2 separate regions of the Anas platyrhynchos genome follow, and region 1 is linked to region 2. The links are chromatin contacts, called in public Hi-C maps. All regions are on one chromosome and are shown on one strand. Each heading gives the region's core, a stretch centred on a gene start, on an enhancer-like site or on the middle of the called end of the contact. The rest is flanking DNA. Distances are from core to core; before and after follow the strand shown. Region 1 overlaps LOC113842885 (a long non-coding RNA gene). Region 2 overlaps NBN (nibrin).

Evidence for each region. A called contact is a pair of places that touch in the nucleus more often than the background predicts.
Region 1: a contact with region 2 is called in a Hi-C map of skeletal muscle, with 5 times the contacts expected there. The contact joins two enhancer-like sites. A contact is called at or near these places in 3 of 8 Hi-C or Micro-C datasets (F1 follicle, skeletal muscle and subcutaneous adipose tissue).

Annotation. Positions count from the first base shown.
Region 1 is chr2:26,249,342-26,253,443 of IASCAAS_PekinDuck_T2T, reverse strand. It overlaps LOC113842885 (a long non-coding RNA gene), which reads right to left. Exons shown (of 3, transcript XR_003495758.3): 3 at 3,006-4,102. Among named protein-coding and RNA genes, the nearest start is that of RIPK2, 5.3 kb to the right of the region's middle. Within about 2 kb of position 2,818, at least 1 of the 8 cell types and tissues checked has an H3K27ac peak or open chromatin away from gene starts, as enhancers often do.
Region 2 is chr2:26,138,751-26,142,530 of IASCAAS_PekinDuck_T2T, reverse strand. NBN (nibrin) reads right to left here. Exons shown (of 17, transcript XR_011807426.1): 17 at 1,703-2,766. OSGIN2 (oxidative stress induced growth inhibitor family member 2) reads left to right here. Exons shown (of 7, transcript XR_011807427.1): 7 at 1-1,574. Among named protein-coding and RNA genes, the nearest start is that of OSGIN2, 20 kb to the left of the region's middle. Within about 2 kb of position 2,005, at least 1 of the 8 cell types and tissues checked has an H3K27ac peak or open chromatin away from gene starts, as enhancers often do.

The DNA.
Region 1 (4,102 bases), core at 1,569-4,068, 110 kb before region 2:
CTTTTCATATATTTCATCCGAGATGACAACACCACATTTGACCACTACCAACTAAGAGTGTATTATGTTGACACGTCTAGTTTTCTCAATTGTACTCCAGAGAAAGACCTTTATTTGAAAATCATTTCAAATGCATGCCCAAAACAAACAAAAAAATGTCCTTCTGTCCCAACCAAACTACCATCCCAGCCTGTCTGCAGTATGTACCTGTATGATGGTCAGCTCTTGTAATTCCAGGTCTATTAGATCCCTGTGGGCATTCCACATGATGGCCAAGTGTCAGTAAGCTGGTGGAAGACCCCTGCACAAAATCCCCACATGCCCTGGCCAGGGGACTTGGCAAGGACTCATGCTCATACATAAGCTTTCAGGCAATTTGAACTTGTATGATTCCAGGCAATTTGGACTTGTAGGACTGGAGTTTGGTACTCTGTGTATGCGGGCTGAAAAATGGGGTCCCAAGTTAATATCTGCTTTATATATATGCTGTTCATGAATATATTCCCTCTTCATTTTTGTTGTTAAGATCTTTTCCTTGGATTTAACCTCTCCCATACTGTTATATTTGTGCTGAAATTATGCTTTACATATTCTCAGATGATACATGCTAATTAAGTATACAAACAGGAAAAGAGGGCCATGTGTTTATGCCTGAAAACCAAGGAAATGATTAATACAGTTGATTCACTTTTCCTTACTATAAATTCCTCAGCATAATGGCACATAGGTATCATTTCTAAAAGCCATAGACCTTCAGTAAAATAGTCATCAGGAATCACCTGCTCTTAAATGAACGAGAATGATCTGCACCTACTAACAAGATGACTAAGGCTTGGATTATCGGGGAATGCTGAGGAATGTTGTAGTCAACAAACATCAGAGATTTTATGTCTCAAGACAAGGAAAGGCAAGGAGAAAAAGAGAAAAGAGAAAAAGGAAAAGAAAAAAGGAGAAGAAGAGAAGATTGTTAGCATAACCATTAGCTTTATATAAGTAAAATAACATTTCATTAAGTGAAAAAGTACATATTGGAAATATGAAAAAGGACAATAAGTGATAAAGGGCATATTGGAAATGGTTCAGAATCATAGAATTTGGACAAGATTTGAACATGCTCAAAGCCTGAAGGGTTTCAAACCTGGAGCTGGGAATGGGGGTGGATGCTTCCATTAAGAATTCGGTCTTGTACAGCACTAAACATGCTCAATTCTAATTTTAGCTACCAATAAGCTGCATCTTAATTTGATTTCAAGGTGCATAGGTGCATTTTCAAATAAACATAATTTTTTACCCTTATTGAAGGGCCAACACAGAATGTAAACAAAGCAAATGCAAATGTTTAATATTTTCAGCCCCTACTTCACCAGCTTGTTCTACGCACCCACTTGATTTTTTGGTCTTCTCCAGTCTTGTAGTAATGAATGTTATCCTTGATGACTCTGTCATGACTGACAGCTTGACAGCTATTTGGAGAGAACTGTAGCTTCCCAAGTGGCAAGACAAAGCTCCAGCAGATTATGTACTTCTGGAAACTGTAATTACCGACCTGGGAGATTTTTGGCACTCTACAGTGTTTTGCATGAAGTTTCCAGCACTTGTGTAATAGTTTGGATTTTAAATGAGAGAAAAGGAGGAAAAAAGACACAAATTTTGTTCCAAGGAATTGCTGAAAGTAATTTTTCCAGTTTGCTATTGGCTTATATCATTATTAATTTTTAGCCACCTTCTGTGTGAAACATCAAGAACACTGGCATTTGAGACTGAAAATCATAATAAAGGTTAAAACCCAGAGGCAGAGGGGCAGAAGTTGAAGCATTTGAGGATATACACCACCTAAGTAACAATCATAGCATGATCCTGAATGTAGGAGACCAGATTAGCATAGATTACTTGTGTTAGTAAATTCAGAGTTGTCAAGGAATGCTCCCAGGCACTCAGACTGCTGTCAGAAGATTGATCTATTACAATAATCCCTTGTGGCTCACTAGAAATACCATTCTCCTAAGCAATACCAATGCTTCAGGTGTTAGAGACAGGAACTGTTCTTAATAGACATTTTTGGTGCAGGTTCTCTTTTGGATGTGTGAAAGTCATCCCACACGAGCTGGCCTTGGCGTTAAGAAATGGTCCAGGGCACGTTCCATTTATTAGCATGGGTGCAGTTATGAGGAGACCTGGGCTCCATTTGGCCTCGGAGAATCCAACACAGCACATGTTGAAAAGGCTTCAGAGAAGGAATTACCACAGTGTTACTGTCTAGGAAGAGGGCTGGCATCATAAAATTGGACAGATCCCACAAGCAACAGGAGAAAAAGGAAGTCTAGGTGATAATAGCAAAATAAACAAACAAAACAACAAAATGATTCAAGAGTGGGGTGGCTTTTTCAAACTATTAGTGCCGAAAAGAAATACCATTTGTCTTCAAGTCTCCTGAGTTTATCCTGACATTATACCTGGGACTTGTCATCACCATATGGGCACCACCACAGCTGGAACACAGCATGGAAATAATGGGTGACTCAGAACTATTGTTCTCCCAAGGGCTCCCTCCCTCCAAACTGCTAAGAAAAGCTCAGAGCAGCTCTGCCCCTTTGCTCAGTCAGCTAGGTAGTATCGACATGTTGCAATAGCTGGGTACATGTACTTTCATGCAGATCTCTTCATGTAAAATTGTGTAAACAATCACCTAAAACAATATGCAATAGCTTCCAAAAGAATTCAGATGTTCTGCCATTCAGGCACAGCCCAGCTTATGCCTGGCACGTGCTAGCAAGGAGGAGTGAAGGCTGGTCTGAAACCACAGAGGCGATTGCAAAAGGTATGGGCTTCCACGGTGCTCCCCTGTTGTCACACTCATTAAAAACAGATCTGTGCATGTGTACCACTATATTGCCAGGGTGACAGCAGGCAAAGCGATCCCAGCCAGAAACTGAACACACAACATTTTGTTTTGGAAGATATCAGGACTGGAAACATTTTATCTCATTGATAAGAACAAGCACAGCTGAAGAAGTCAATACCAAACTCCTTTATTCCTTGTATGTGGGTAGTACAAAACATACCGAAATATTTTGAAGAGAAAATACTCCTTAAACAAACCTATTATAAAACAAATATACATTCTCTTTTCATTTAAAAGCCTGTTAAATAAGCATTCTCTTTTTATTTAAAGGCTGTAAACACCACAAAAAGCAAGGACAAAGATTCCGATATTACTGAATGAAAACGCATTTTCTGAAACATAATCCTTTATTCAACCCTAAATATACATATAAAATTCAGAACCTGTGAGTAGATAAGAGAAAAATAGCATCTGTTTCTCAAGTGTTTCTGACTATTTAATAGGTAATGAGGTCTGTCATGCTTAAGTCCAATAGCCAAAAGTTTAACGAGCAATATAATGGCAAAGTACAGAAGTCCATGTTCTGACTACTGCCACGCTTCTCTGTTACTTCATATGCTCATCTAAATAGTTTTATCTAAGTGATACAGATTAGTGTACTTAAGATTAGCATTTTCCTGTCCTCAGGTGAGTCATATGCAATACATCATGATAATGGATATTAAATGTTAACATGTTCACAGAAAATTGCATTAGTGACCCGAGTAAGTGTTTAATTATCTTCATAAGACATAGTCATTTCTGCTACATGATTTTAATCATTTACCACTTACTTTTTTTACTACCTTGCTAAAAATACAGCAGCTTGCTATACACATCTCCCCAGACTTTGTGGGCCAGATAACAAGTCCATTTTACTGGGCCTGCCATTTTAAATCCTGCCATAAAATCCTACTTGCAAAGACCCTGCCACTTAAATCCTGCCATTATCCTACTTGCAAAGTACCTGTAAATACCACCACCAAAAAAAAGTAGTAATTAAAAAACAAAAACAACAACAACAAAAATGAGAAGTTCGATACTTCTTAAATCATGACAACGAATTTTTTTTTTATTACAACACTAATCAAGGTATAAGGAAAAATACAATAAAATACCCTGTTTGTTCTGGATCTTCACTTATCTCACTATCTGTGTGGAAATTCCCATGTGAAGAAGCAAGGCAGACCACAGACTTCTTCAGAATGCAAATGATCAGTG
Region 2 (3,780 bases), core at 756-3,255:
TTTTCCAATAACTGATCCCGTTACCTTATATCTGCTTGGCAAAATTTGGAAAGTCAGTACTGCAACCTTGCCCGTTGTTGTTGGTTCTGGTATTCTGGTTGTCGAATTGCAGTTCTAAATGCAGAGCTAACCTTTTATGTTCTCCCACCCTTGTTTTTTTGCTCACACATGATGTATCTGGAGCTTGAGGTACTAAGTAAACATTTCCATGTGTTGTGCCTCACTATTTCTGCTTTTGCTGAAGTATGTTTGGGTCATCCCCTTTTTCAGATGTTCAGCATAAACAACTTGTAGAGAATATCTGCTGTCAGCTTAAATATATTCTCCTTTTGAACTGTGAGCAAAACCTCAGCCTTGATTAGATGATAGCACCTACCAGAGGCATGCATGTGAAGCTTGTTTTATCTTCATGTGTGAAAACTGATGACAGATGAAAGTCTAAAGGAATAATACAGGAAGAGTTTCAGCTGAAAGAAGGCAATTACCGGTCCAGAGAAGTGGGGAACTCTTGGGGGGAGGGAACTGTGGAGAGGCAAAGGTGTTCAGAGTGCTGTTGTGTTCAGAAAGGGGGAAGAGAAGTTCTTGTATGGATCTGGTGCTGTAGCTGATGCTTGAGGGAGATTACAATGGTCAAAACTAGGGCAGAAGGATGCGAGCAGAGTGCTGAAGCAAGTGGCAGGGCAAGTTGCTGGTTGGGGAGACTGGGAAATGGTTGGCAAAAATCAGATTTACCTCACTAGTATGTGGTCATGAAAGACTTGTACAAAGAGGAGTGAGGAATACAGTGGTCGGGCAGCTGATGCAGGTTTCGCCACGTTTGGATTAGGTTCGAAGACAGCAGCACAAACAGGGTGCAGTCAGAAGTAGCCAAACACTGGAGTGGCCAAATGTGGTTGTGGGTAGATTCAGGAACTTGAGTGGAGCAAGAGAAGGGGAAGTTGTATGGGAGGGAAAGTGATGGGGAAGAGACAGTTTAATCATCAAGCACAAAAAGCTTTCTTTACAGAACGGATTGATGCTAGGAGATCTGGGTGGGGGTAGATCTTATAACTGATGTACCAGGTGAAGTTGGTGTAGAGGCTTCTACATGTGGAACGTGGTGAAGGACTGGAGGTCAGCAGACAGGACACTGAAGCTGATGACAAATGCTTTTTTAGATTATAGGAATTAGTGCAATGACACAGGAGAGGCCAGCCCTGCCACCCACCCTGCTGCACCAGCCCTGAGAGAAGACTCTAGTTAAAGTGTACAATGAAAGCTGGGAGGATTCTCATGGGTGTGAGAGGTCAAAAATAGAGCATAATCTTCAGCAGTGAGAAGGAAAATATGTTGGTAGTCCTGTAAAAGAAAAAAAATACCATAGCTTCCCCAGCTGATGGGGGAAAGACAGGAAGTCAGCTGAAACTGATGCAAGCTAAAGCTGAGGATGGTGTTTCTGTACAGAAACAGCATCTGTCCTCTCTTCCAGTGGTGCATGAAGTAATCCAACCTGCTTGAAACTGTGTTCAGCTAAGCTGATGGATGCAAGACTGTACTTTAAAAGCCTTGCTAATAAAAAGTATATTTAGTTTGTATATTGTGTGCATCTCCTTCCTGAGAGCAGCATGAACAAAAATAATACATGGTAATAAAAAAAAAAAAAGCAGTCCCCACACAGCCTCAATGTTTGTTACACAGAAATACAAGAAACAAGATCTGCAGATAAAGCTTCTGCTTAGATTTATTTTTAGATAAAGAACAGCCTTTTGTCAAAAAGATGTGGGTGTACTTGCACACTGTGGTTTGAAGTAGATTAGAGAAACCTTAGATGTCTGAGTTACTGAACTTTTGTTTTAATCTTCTAAAGAAAGTCAACACCATACAACTTCCTTAAGCAGTGCGGTGAGCTGACTGTTGAAACCACGGGGCACACAAATACAAAGCAGGCAGCAGCAACTCTGAACTGCAGACTACTCAGTAAATGTGTAGTGTTCAGAAGTCACTCTGTACATAGATGTCATGCAGGGAAATAAAGGAAATGTGTGCAAGGGAAGGACCTCTCCAAGGAGAGACCAGCAGCCGCTAGGGAGCAGTAGCTTCTAATGTCAAGGGAAGAAATGAGGAATAGTCCCATGACTGCCTTCCCAGTACAAAAGCAGTTTCACAGCTGTCTGTGAAAGACTGAAAGAAACTGGATGTTGGAAATGTTGGCACAAAAGGAGACATTTCAAGATTTATGAAGACCCAGGTGCTCATGAAGTCATAGAATGGCTGGGGTTGGAAGGAACCTCAAAGACCACTTAGTTCCACCCTCCCTGCCATGGGCAGGGATGCCACCCCCTAGTTCACCAGATGATGTCTGGGTCTGGTGGTCTTCTGTCACTAAATAACTGAAAATGAATATAAAAACTGCTGATTCATCTCTCTGGGGAATTGGATTTGAAGAGTATAATGTATGAGTGGTCACAGGTATGCCCCGGGGTGGTTTGAACTCCAGCAAAATACAATGCAAATTGCAAAGGTCTTAGTTTTTACAGGGTCATGTACATCATATGTTTCAAGCATTTCTCAGATGAAATGTTCTGCCTTTTTTAAAAAAAAAAAAAAAAAAAAGATAGTAAATAATCATTCTGAAGGATCTTCTCCGTTGATATTCTGCTGAGCTCTTTGCTTGAGTTGAGTAACAACTATCAAAAATGTTATTCTCAGCAGTCTGCAATGGCTGTCTGTCGGAGCAGTGGGTTTTCACAGGAAAACACAGAGGTTCTGATGGTACAAAAACTCACCCTGAAAGTACAGCAAACAGCAGTAAGTACAGCTCCAGTCCTCCAGGAACTACCTCAACAGCTGAAGAACAGTCTTTATAAAGGTGGTGGGTGGACAGAAATTGACCCTATGGTGATAAACATCACAATACCAAAACCCCCTCATTGCTGAATCCAGAATTTGTTTACCTTTGTGATTTGTGTACCATTTTGGACATCCCTGACTAAGCAGCAAGACTGTCAAGAAAAGCCTGATGAAAGACTTTTTCTGAGGACAAAGTATTTTTTGTCTGGTACCATGTAAGCGGGTTGACTTCACGATAATTGCTGTCGACATGCAGAGATTTCAAGATTCTGTTCCTCAAATTGACACGACATAGTGGCTTCAAATAGCCCAGCTCACCTCGTCAAGATGGGATAATTAACATAATTTCCCATAGCAACGTCATTCAATTGGCTTCTCTGCCACTCCTAGATCTGGATTTTACAAGTTTTTATTCTTTTATTTGCAGAGTAAACTTCTCCCCCTGCCAGAGAACCAGTTTAAAGAAGGGGAGAAGAGCTCATCCAATCCTAAACATCAGGGAAAAGTCTCTACAAACAGAGTCTTGAAAAAAATGTCTTGATTAGTCAAGAAAACAAAACAATTAAGGAGTTATGACCAAGTTCATGGCAATGGTGGCCATGGCCATTGGATGTAAACGAACAGGACCTTGCATTTATCAGTTAGTCCTGGGTGGACATCCAATTCCCTGAACCACTAAGTTTAATTGTGTTTTTCTCTTTGGACTCCTGGAACCCACCAAATCCAGTCTGTCCCCCTCTCACTTGAGACTCAATGCAAATGAACACAAGTTACAGTGTTATGAGATGACATTATATCTAAACTTACACTTCAGGAGCACAGAAGGCTGCTTTTCATGTAATACTAAAGGAAAAGTACACAAACTCTCACAAGTTGATGACTGTCATCATGTAGCTTTTAGACTTTCGTAACACAAATTGTTCCTCAATAGCCATTTTCAAACACAGCTCT